Linked DNA regions of Mus musculus: regions 2 and 3 are each linked to region 1. The links are chromatin contacts, called in public HiChIP or PLAC-seq maps. All regions are on one chromosome and are shown on one strand. The core of a region is the stretch at or near the end of the contact, and the rest is flanking DNA. Distances in the headings are between cores, read along the strand shown.

Region 1 (3,199 bases), core at 105-2,604:
TGGTCAAAACGTCCTTTTTTTTTTTTTCTCCCAAAAAGAATACAGTTGAGGTAGGCAGTTATCCCAGCACTCGGAAGGTAGAGGTAGCTCTCTGTGAGTTTGAGGTCAGCCTGGTATATAAAGTTCCAGAACAGCCAGCTCTACACAGAGAAACCCTGCCTTGGAAAAAAACCCAAAATAAAAGAATACAGGAGGGGGAGGGAGAGGATGGGTGGGTGAGGAAGCACCCTCATACAGGCAAAGGGGAGGGGGGAATACGTGGGATGGGGGAACGGTTGCTGGAGAGGTAACCAGGAAGTGGGATATTATTTGATACAAAGGAATGGAATGATTAATAAATTTAAAAAAATTTTTTTTAAAAAAAGAATACAGCCGGACATGGGAATACGCCTTTAATCCCAGCACTCAGGAGGCAGAGGCAGGTGGATTTCTGAGTTCGAAGCCAGCCTGGTCTACAGAGTGAGTTCCAGGACACCCAGGGCTATACAGAAAAACCCTGTCTCAAAAAAAAAACAAAAAAACAAAAAAACAAAAACAAAAACAAACAAACAAAGAATACAGTAAAAAGGCTGAAGAGATGGCTCAGTGTTCAGTAGCACTTACTGCTCTTACACAGGACCCACATATAAAAGTTCATGGCTAGGGGCTGGAGAGATGGCTAAGAGCACGAACTACACTTCCAGAAGTCCTGAATTCAATTCCCAGCAACCACATGGTGGCTTATAACCATCGGTAATGGGATCCTATCCCCTCTTCTGGGATCCCCTCTTCAGGAGTGTCTGAAGACAGCAACAGTATATAAAGAAAAGAAATAAATCTTTTTTAAAAAAGTTCATGGCTAGCCTGATCCATTGTGAGTTCAAAGCCAACTTGAGCAACCTAGTAAAACTGTTGTCAAAATAACAAAGGGGAAAACAAAACAAAACAAAACAAAACAAAACAAAACAAGAGGGCTAAGGGTGTGGCTTAGTGGTAGGATGCTTCCTAGAATCCCCCAGTAAGGGGCAGGGAATGTGGAAGTGGAGGAGACTTGCCTAGCTTGTGTGAGGCCCTAAATTCAATCCTCAGTGTTGAATGGGGGGAAAGAACCAACCCAGCCCATGTGCATCTGCTTGTTTTTGCAAAACTAAGCCTGAGGAGGGAAGCTGACAAACAAGAGAGGCTGATTGCACCAGGGCGGAGGGAGAACAAGGAGCTGAGGAGAAGTACACACATTTGCAGGATTTTCATCCCTGGAATTATGTTAGTATTTTATACATTCAAGGAATAAACCCAAAGCCAGGTGTGATGGCGGAAAGCTTGCTGAATAGGGGGAGGGGGTGGAGAGCAGTCAAAGCCACACAGCAAACTCTGTCTCAACAGCAAAGCAAGCCAAAGCAAGCAAACACATAGCAACAATAAATAAATAAGAACAAGAGTGGTGAACAATCCCGGTAACTTTCATTCTCGTCCCTCCCTCCTTCTTTCCCTCTTTTGTTGTTGTTGTTGTTGTTGTTGTTGTTGTTGTTGTAGGATAGGCTGGCTCTCCCTTGCTATGCCCCACAGCCTGACTTCAAGCTGTTGATCCCCTGCCTCCAACTCCAGAGTGCAGATCCCATAAGCGTGCCACCACACCTGCTTCAACTTCTTTCTGAACTCGTTCCCCAAGGGAAGCGACTCTCTCCAGAGCCAAGGGCACAAGCCAAGGACAGTAAAGTGTCCTTTTGTCCAAAAATAAGAAATTACACCCAGGAGGTAGTGGTGTACTCCTTTAATCCCAGAAATTGGGAGTCAGAGGCAGGCATATCTCTGAGTTTGAGGCCAGCCTGGTCTACAGAGCTAGCTCCAGTTCTCTGTGTACCCCTGGCTGTCCTGGAAGTCACTCTGTAGACCAGGCTGGCCTCGAACTCAGAAATTTGCCTGCCTCTGCCTCCAGAGTGCTGGGATTAAAGGCATGTGCCACCACGCCTGGCTTATAACCCAAATTCTTTTTTTTTTTTTTTTTTTTTTAAATTTTTTTTTTTTGATTTTTCTTTTTTTTTTTTTTTTTTTTAAAGATTTATTTATTTATTATATGTAAGTACACTGTAGCTGTCTTCAGACACTCCAGAAGAGGGCATCAGATCTCATTACGGGTGGTTGTGAGCCACCATGTGGTTGCTGGGATTTGAACTTTGGACCTTCGGAAGAGCAGTCGGGTGCTCTTACCCACTGAGCCATCTCACCAGCCCATAACCCAAATTCTGTACAGATTATTTTGTTATTTGAAATATGGTCTGCGGGCTGGAGAGATGGCTCAGCGGTTAAGAGCACTGACTGCTCTTCCAGAGGTCCTGAGTTCAATTCCCAGCAACCACATGGTGGCTCACAACCATCCATAATGAGATCTGACACCCTCTCCTGGTGTGTCTGAAAACAGCTACAATGTACTTACATATAATGAATAAATATTTAAAAAAAAAAAAGAAATATGGTCTGCACCTAGCCCAGACTGGGTAGAACTTGCTATGTAGCTAAATATGACCTTACCTTCACTAATTCTCCTGCCTCCACTTCCTGGGGTGACAAGCGTGCACTGCCATGCCTGTCTTATGCATTTCTGGGGAAGGAAACCATGCTCTTCAATGCCAGACAAGCACTCTACAAACTGAGCCACATTGCAGCAACAGATCTGTACATTTTTAATTGGGTAAATAAAATGTCTCATTGAGTCAAAGTGCCACACAAGCCTGATGGCTTAAGTCCAATCCTCAGACCCATGATGCAGAGAGACACGACTTCTCAAAGGTGTTGTCTGACCTCCAAACTCAGTGACAAAAGCAAGCTTGCATTCATACAAACACATATATAATAATAATAATACTAGACAATGAATAAAGAAAATTAAAGGAATAGGAGGAAAAGTTGGTTTCAGTAACATATCCATCTACACATGTATATGGAAAGGTAGATACAAGATACACATTCGACAATGCCAGGTGTAAGTAAGTATCACCAATGGGCTGCAGAGATTGTTCCGAAGATTGGAGCAAGAGCACTGGCTGCTCTTTCAAAAGACTCTTGTTTGATTCCCAACACCACATGGCGGCCTTCAACATCTGTAACTACAGGTCTAAAGGGATCTAACACTTCTGACTTCTAAGGTCACCTGTACTCATTCATGTACACATAACCACACACAGAGATAAGCATAATTAAAAATAAAATAACTATATTTTAA
Region 2 (2,794 bases), core at 100-2,599, 88 kb before region 1:
TTGGCTACTTCCTCCTCCTGAGGCTGACTACCAAGGTCTAGCTATCAAAGTATTGAAGTCCAAGCAATCACAAGCCCCCTTTGGTCAAAATACACCACCTCAACCTAGCCTGTTGCAACACAGCACACACACACACACACACACACACACACACACACACTCACACACACACACTCTCACACACACACATCACACACACACACACTCACTCACACACACTAACACACACACACAGCACACACACTCACACACACACACTCACACACACTCACACACACACACCTGCAAGGTCATTTGGTGCTGTTTTTCTGAGTCAGGAAGCAGCCCCTTTAGCTTTTCTTCCCTGCTTAATAAAGAACCTCTCTGAAAACAGGGGTTTGGGTGTGGTTTATGCCTGCCCTGAGGTCAGAAATAGAACCCCACTGTGCGGGGGTGGGGTATCCCTCAAACTTAGTGGAATATATATGTGTATATATATTCCACTATCACACACACAGACAGAGAGAAGAGGGAGGGCTGTGTTAGAACAGGCTAGGGTGAGCCCAGTTTCTTATACCCACCCCCTCTCTCTCCAGACAGGGTTTCTTCTTGTAGCCTTGGCTGTGCTGAAACTAGCTTTTTAGACCAGGGTGGCTTTGAACTCACAACGATCTGCTTGCCTCTGCCTCCGAAGTGCTGGGATCAAAGCTGTGTGTCACGACTGCCTGGCATTAAAATACAGTTTTTAAGAGGACGTTTATTTTTATTTTATGGAGAGCATGTAGTCTGAGTGCATGTAAGTGCAACAGTGAGTGTGGTACTCGCAGAAGCCAAAAGCAGATGTCAGTTCCCTTGGAACTGGAGTAACAGGTGGTTATGAACTGTCATGTGTGTGCTGGAAACTGTACCTGGGTCCTTTGTAAGAACAGCAAGTGTTATTCTGTGTGTGTGTGTGTGTGTGTGTGTGTGTGTGTTAAGACTAGTAATGTAGGCCAATGTGGTAGAGTACCTGTTTAGCACGAGTGTGCTCAGCCTGGGAATCAGCCCAGCCCAGCCCAGCACCAATGAGTGAAGGCCAGATGATTCTCCGATAAATAACTCCAGCTTCTGAGGCTCTGAACACTTTGAAACAGATGCCATCCACCGTGACGTCTGTCCAAATCGCTGACTCATGGAATCTGTATTGATATACAGGATAGTTGTTGGGGAGAGGTGATTGTGCATATGTCCATAAATAACCAGAAGAAAGACTCTGCATCAAAAAGAAACAGCAGGCTCAATTAGAAGGGCTGGAAGTGGTGATAGCCATTATTCCACTCCGGAGCGCCTGCTGAATGTCTGGGTCGCCGCCTATCCTGCCACTAGGTGGCGCCAACGATCGTTTCCAGCAAAAGAGGGGTCCCAGAGTCAGTAGTTGTCTTTTCAGACAACCTAGCTACAAGGGGCCTTAAAGATAGTATTAAAAACACATAATCTTTCCTTGGGAAATGCAGCTCGGCTTTGCATCTCTCCACACCAATTCATTCTCTCCCCCCACCCCCACCCCCGGCACTCCTTCCCGCCAAGCCTTGTCCCCAAGCCAAGAAAGATCAGGAAACATGGAGTCCTTTAGCCTCACTGGAAAGGGATATTGTGAGGTTCTTGCTCCGCGCCACTCTTGTGTTCTGTGATAAGACAAGATAGTCTTGTCTTATCTTTTGGGAAATGAGGTGTAGCTACAAAGGGAGACCCCAAACTCATTGTGGTTAAAAAAAAAAGTTAACAAATTTTAAATTAAAAATTGTGTGTAATAATGTATACCTGTAATTCCTGCACATGGGAGGTAGAGGCAGAAGGCTCAGGAAGTCAAGATCAGGCCGGCAAGGTGGCTCAGCTGGCAAAGGCACCTGCTACCATCCTGTCTTTGTTTTGGGACAACAATATTAAATTGATTTTTTTAAAGCATTACTGATTTTGCAATATTCATCTTTCTTTTCTTATTTCTTCCTTTCCTTTTCCTTTCTTTCTTTGGCAGAATTTTTTTGTAGCCCAGGCTAGCCTTGAACTAATCATGTAGCCAAGACCTTGAACTTCTTTTATTTTGAATTTTTATTAAATTTTATTTAATGGGGGCTGAAGGCATCTACCGTGTACACGTGTGGAAGTCAGAGGATAACTTGCAGGGGTTGGTTTTCTCCTGCCATGTGGGTCATGGAGAGCTAACTGGCTGAGCCACCTTGCTTGCCCAACCTTGAAGTTCAGGTCTTCTACCTCTACCTTCCAAGGGCTGTGATTATAGATATATACAATATAGAAATGATTATTTAACTGTCATCCATCCATCTATCTATCATCTGTCTATCATCTATCTAGCTATCATCTATCATCTAACAACTATTATCCATCTATCATCTATTTATCTATCTTCTATCTATCTAATCTATTCATCTTTCTATCCATCTATCTATTATCTATTTATCTAATCTATCCATCTATCTTTCTATCATCTATATCAATCATCTATCATCTATATATATCTACCATTTATCTATATATCTATCATCTATTTTTCTATCTAATCTATCCCTATTCCTATCCATCTGTACCTGTCCTATATTTATCATCTATCTTCTATCATATCTCTATCATCTATCATTCTATTATCTATCTATTCCCATCTATCAATCTATCTATTTTGAGACAGTGGGCTATGTAGCTCTGGCCCAGAACTCACTATGTAGACCAGGCTGGCCCCATGCAATCCTCTTTCCTCTGCTCCCCAGTGATGGGATTACAGGTGCACACTCCAAACCCAACTTTAGTCAGCTGATTTTTA
Region 3 (3,127 bases), core at 119-2,618, 93 kb after region 1:
CTCTTGACTCTTGATCCCTCATCCTCGTCCAGCCTTGTGCAAAGCTGATCTTTATCACATATATCTGTTCTCTGACCTCTGGTTCCACCTTCATTGCTTCCTGACCTCACTCACTCTTGCTCTGTCTCTCTTCTGAATGGAACCAGCGGTTACACAGTTCTTGGAGAAACCAAACAGTTGGAGAAAACAAAACAAAACCCTCAACTCTCTCCAAAACACAAAAATCCAAACAAGTTCCCACAGAGAAACGCTTGAAGGAGGTTGAGTTAGTCAGTCCCTTAGGGATGACTGCGGGTTTTACAACTGTTCTTTGTCCCCAGGGACAAAGAGGAATTAGGGAACAGAGAAAAAAAAAGTCCCTCCTTTCACACTGGGGTGTGATCTCTCAAGGGCCTCAAAGGCTTGCTTTCCCTTCCTTCCTTCTTTCTTTCTTTCTTTCTTTCTTTCTTTCTTTCTTTCTTTCTTTCTTTCTTTCTTTCTTTCTTTCTTTCTTTCTTTCTTTCTGTTTGCCTGTTGCCTTTCCGATCCCTTCCAATCTCCTCTCTGTCTCTGTTTTTTATTTTTGTTACATTCTATCTCAGATCTGTATCTTTCCCTCCCTCTAGCCCTCTGACCACTTGTTTCTCCCCAGCTGCCTCTCTTCACCATCTCTAGTCCTGCCCCGGTCTTACTTTACAGAGTCTGACTGTCTTTGGGTGTCTGCGCCTGTTTCCCTTTGGAGACTCTCCCTTGGGCCCATTTCCTGTCACGTGCCTCTGTAGAAAACCTCCAGAAAGAGAACTTTGACACTTCATGATAAAGGGGACTAATAAATTCCAGGAAAAAATCGTTACTTCGGAGGGGAGTCTCACTGTGTAGCGCAGGCTAGCCTCCAACTCATAATAATCCTGCCTCAATTGCCCGTGAGCGTAGATTAAAGGCTTGCACCATGGTGCCAGCCCTCTCCTGCTTTGTGGTCTCTATTCAACCCATTTCTAGAAAGCTGGGGGCCACAGAGCAGAAGAAAATAACTAAAGATGTAGAGGAGGAGAGCCTTGTGCAGGACTCACCATAAACTTTTTTTGTTTTGTTTTGTTTTTTGTTTTTCGAGACAGGGTTTCTCTGTATACCCTGGCTGTCCTGGAACTCACTTTATAGACCAGGCTGGCCTCAAACTCAGAAATCCACCTGCCTCTGCCTCCTGAGTGTTGGGAGAGCATGTGCCACCATAGACTTTTTATGGGCTACCATAGACTTTTTAATGAGGCTAGAATAGGGTTATTGAAGAAGTAGTGGGTGGTCAAATTGCAGAGGTCAGTTCAGGAACTTTAGAAAATTCCACAGGACCCCTCCCCTTCTGGAAGAGAAATGTCATAAGATAATAGGCACCCCTCGCTCCGGAAGGGAGGGGCTAATTACATTCCTCAGACCACAGGGAGGAGGGACGGACCACTGGCTTAACCAATGAGCCAACTTTCTAGCACCCAACAGAAGATATACTATAAACAAACAAACAAACAAACAAACAAATAAAAGTCCCCATGGGCAACATCTGAAAGAAGTCAAGTTAATCACTCAAACTTTTGTTATTCACGGGAAAAGAGTGAAACAAATTTAGATGTTCTCTGGGTCCCTAAGGCCTGAGGCTTTGGGGAAGCTGAGGGCAAGTTTATACTGGTTCCTGTAATAACTGTGTCTCAGGAGCCCAGGCTAGCTCAGTGTCTCCCAAAGACCTGAAAGGCTTTCTTTGTCTCTCTCTTTGCCTTCCTGTGGGCTTTTGATCCCTTCCCTTCTCCAGCCGCTGTTCTTTATTTTTCTTGTCTTCTGTCTTCCTCCAGTCTGTGTCTTCCCTTTGCTACTGGCTCTCTGACCACTCCTTGCTGTGTGTTTTCCCCTAGTTGCCTCTTGTCCCCATGTCTATCTCTGTGGACCCTCCCTCCCTGCTCTTGTCTCAACCTTCTCAATGCTGAGACCCTTTAATACAGCTCCTCATGTTGTGGAGACCCCCAACCATAAATTTATTTTCATTGCTACTTCATAACTTTAATTTTGCTACTGCTATGGATCGTAACATAAATACCTGATATGCAAGATATCTCTGCTATGGGACCCCTGTGAAAGAGTCCTTTGGACCACCAAAGGGGTTGAACCTTACAGGGGTCTGACGTGTGTGTGTGTGTGTGTGTGTGTGTGTGTGTGTGTGTATGAGTGTGTGTTTCTATTCCATTCTTAAGACTCCTCATTTCTGTCACTTGGGCTGGTTTGATTCATAACCTTCTCACTGTAGCCCATTTCCTATCATATGCTTATGTGGAAAATCTGCCCCTTCTTTACAAAGGGGACTGAGAAATTCCAGGTAATATATATTTTTAAACTCTCAGAGCAGAGTCTTAATGTGTAGCTCAGGCAAAGCCTCAGACTCATGGTGTGGCTGCCTCAATCTCTTATGCATTGAAAGTGACTACAGGTGTGCATCACCGCACCCAGCTCTCTCCAGTTTTGTGATCTCCAGTCAATCCATTTGCTATGTAGGAGTGGGCTGCAGAGAAACAGGAAACCATCCCCGTTCTGAGACTGCGGGTGTGTGTAGCCAACCCTGGCTGGCATCATGGCTCTTCATCCATGTACTGGCTACAGGGAAGTAAATGACACAAAAGTGGCTTATGCACGTAGCAAATATATATTTTACCATTGAAACTTATACTCACCATGGCAGTTGTAGAAAATGAAACAAAAATTCTATTACCTGGTCAATTTCAAACTATATTGACTCAGTCCATATATAAGGAAAACCTCTGCAAAGAACTAGGTCTCTCCTCCAATGGGTTCATCATATCTATCAAGCTGGATTAGCAAACTTTTCTTTCAGTACTTAATAAGCATCTTGGAGTGTGGCAAGAGGCAAAAATCATTTAATTAATATTTTTATGAGAAAATTTTATTTATTTATTTATTTATTTATTTATTTATTTGAAATGGACTTTCATATAACCCTGGTTGGCTTGAAACTTCCTGTGAGGGCAATTTTTAAAAAAGACTTATTTGCTGGCCATGGTGGCTCATGCCTTTAATCCCAGCACTTGGGAGGCAGAGGCAGGTGGATCTCTGAGTTCGAGGCCACCCTGGTCTACAAAGAGAGTTCCAGGAC

Evidence for each region. HiChIP or PLAC-seq counts read pairs in DNA pulled down with a chosen protein or histone mark.
Region 2: an H3K27ac HiChIP or PLAC-seq map of embryonic stem cells shows a contact between it and region 1, with 7 read pairs. The contact joins two enhancer-like sites. A contact is called at or near these places in 27 of 484 Hi-C or Micro-C datasets (the Ba/F3 cell line, the C2C12 cell line, the HL-1 cell line and 17 more) and 5 of 115 datasets of contacts at active chromatin or transcription factors (astrocytes, embryonic stem cells and trophoblast stem cells).
Region 3: a contact with region 1 is called in an H3K27ac HiChIP or PLAC-seq map of embryonic stem cells, with 12 read pairs. The contact joins two enhancer-like sites. A contact is called at or near these places in 1 of 39 promoter capture datasets (embryonic stem cells) and 5 of 115 datasets of contacts at active chromatin or transcription factors (bone marrow-derived macrophages and embryonic stem cells).

The regions. Positions count from the first base shown.
Region 1 is chr7:3,358,681-3,361,879 of GRCm38.p6, reverse strand. All of the region lies in intron 4 of Cacng7 (calcium channel, voltage-dependent, gamma subunit 7), which reads right to left. Among named protein-coding and RNA genes, the nearest start is that of Cacng7, 27 kb to the right of the region's middle. Within about 2 kb of position 1,354, at least 4 of the 459 cell types and tissues checked have an H3K27ac peak or open chromatin away from gene starts, as enhancers often do. A contact at or near this core is called in embryonic stem cells, where this site is marked.
Region 2 is chr7:3,447,491-3,450,284 of GRCm38.p6, reverse strand. No RefSeq gene overlaps it. Among named protein-coding and RNA genes, the nearest start is that of Gm35037, 3.4 kb to the left of the region's middle. Within about 2 kb of position 1,349, at least 42 of the 459 cell types and tissues checked have an H3K27ac peak or open chromatin away from gene starts, as enhancers often do. A contact at or near this core is called in embryonic stem cells, where this site is marked.
Region 3 is chr7:3,265,687-3,268,813 of GRCm38.p6, reverse strand. No RefSeq gene overlaps it. Among named protein-coding and RNA genes, the nearest start is that of Nlrp12, 18 kb to the right of the region's middle. Within about 2 kb of position 1,368, at least 24 of the 459 cell types and tissues checked have an H3K27ac peak or open chromatin away from gene starts, as enhancers often do. A contact at or near this core is called in embryonic stem cells, where this site is marked.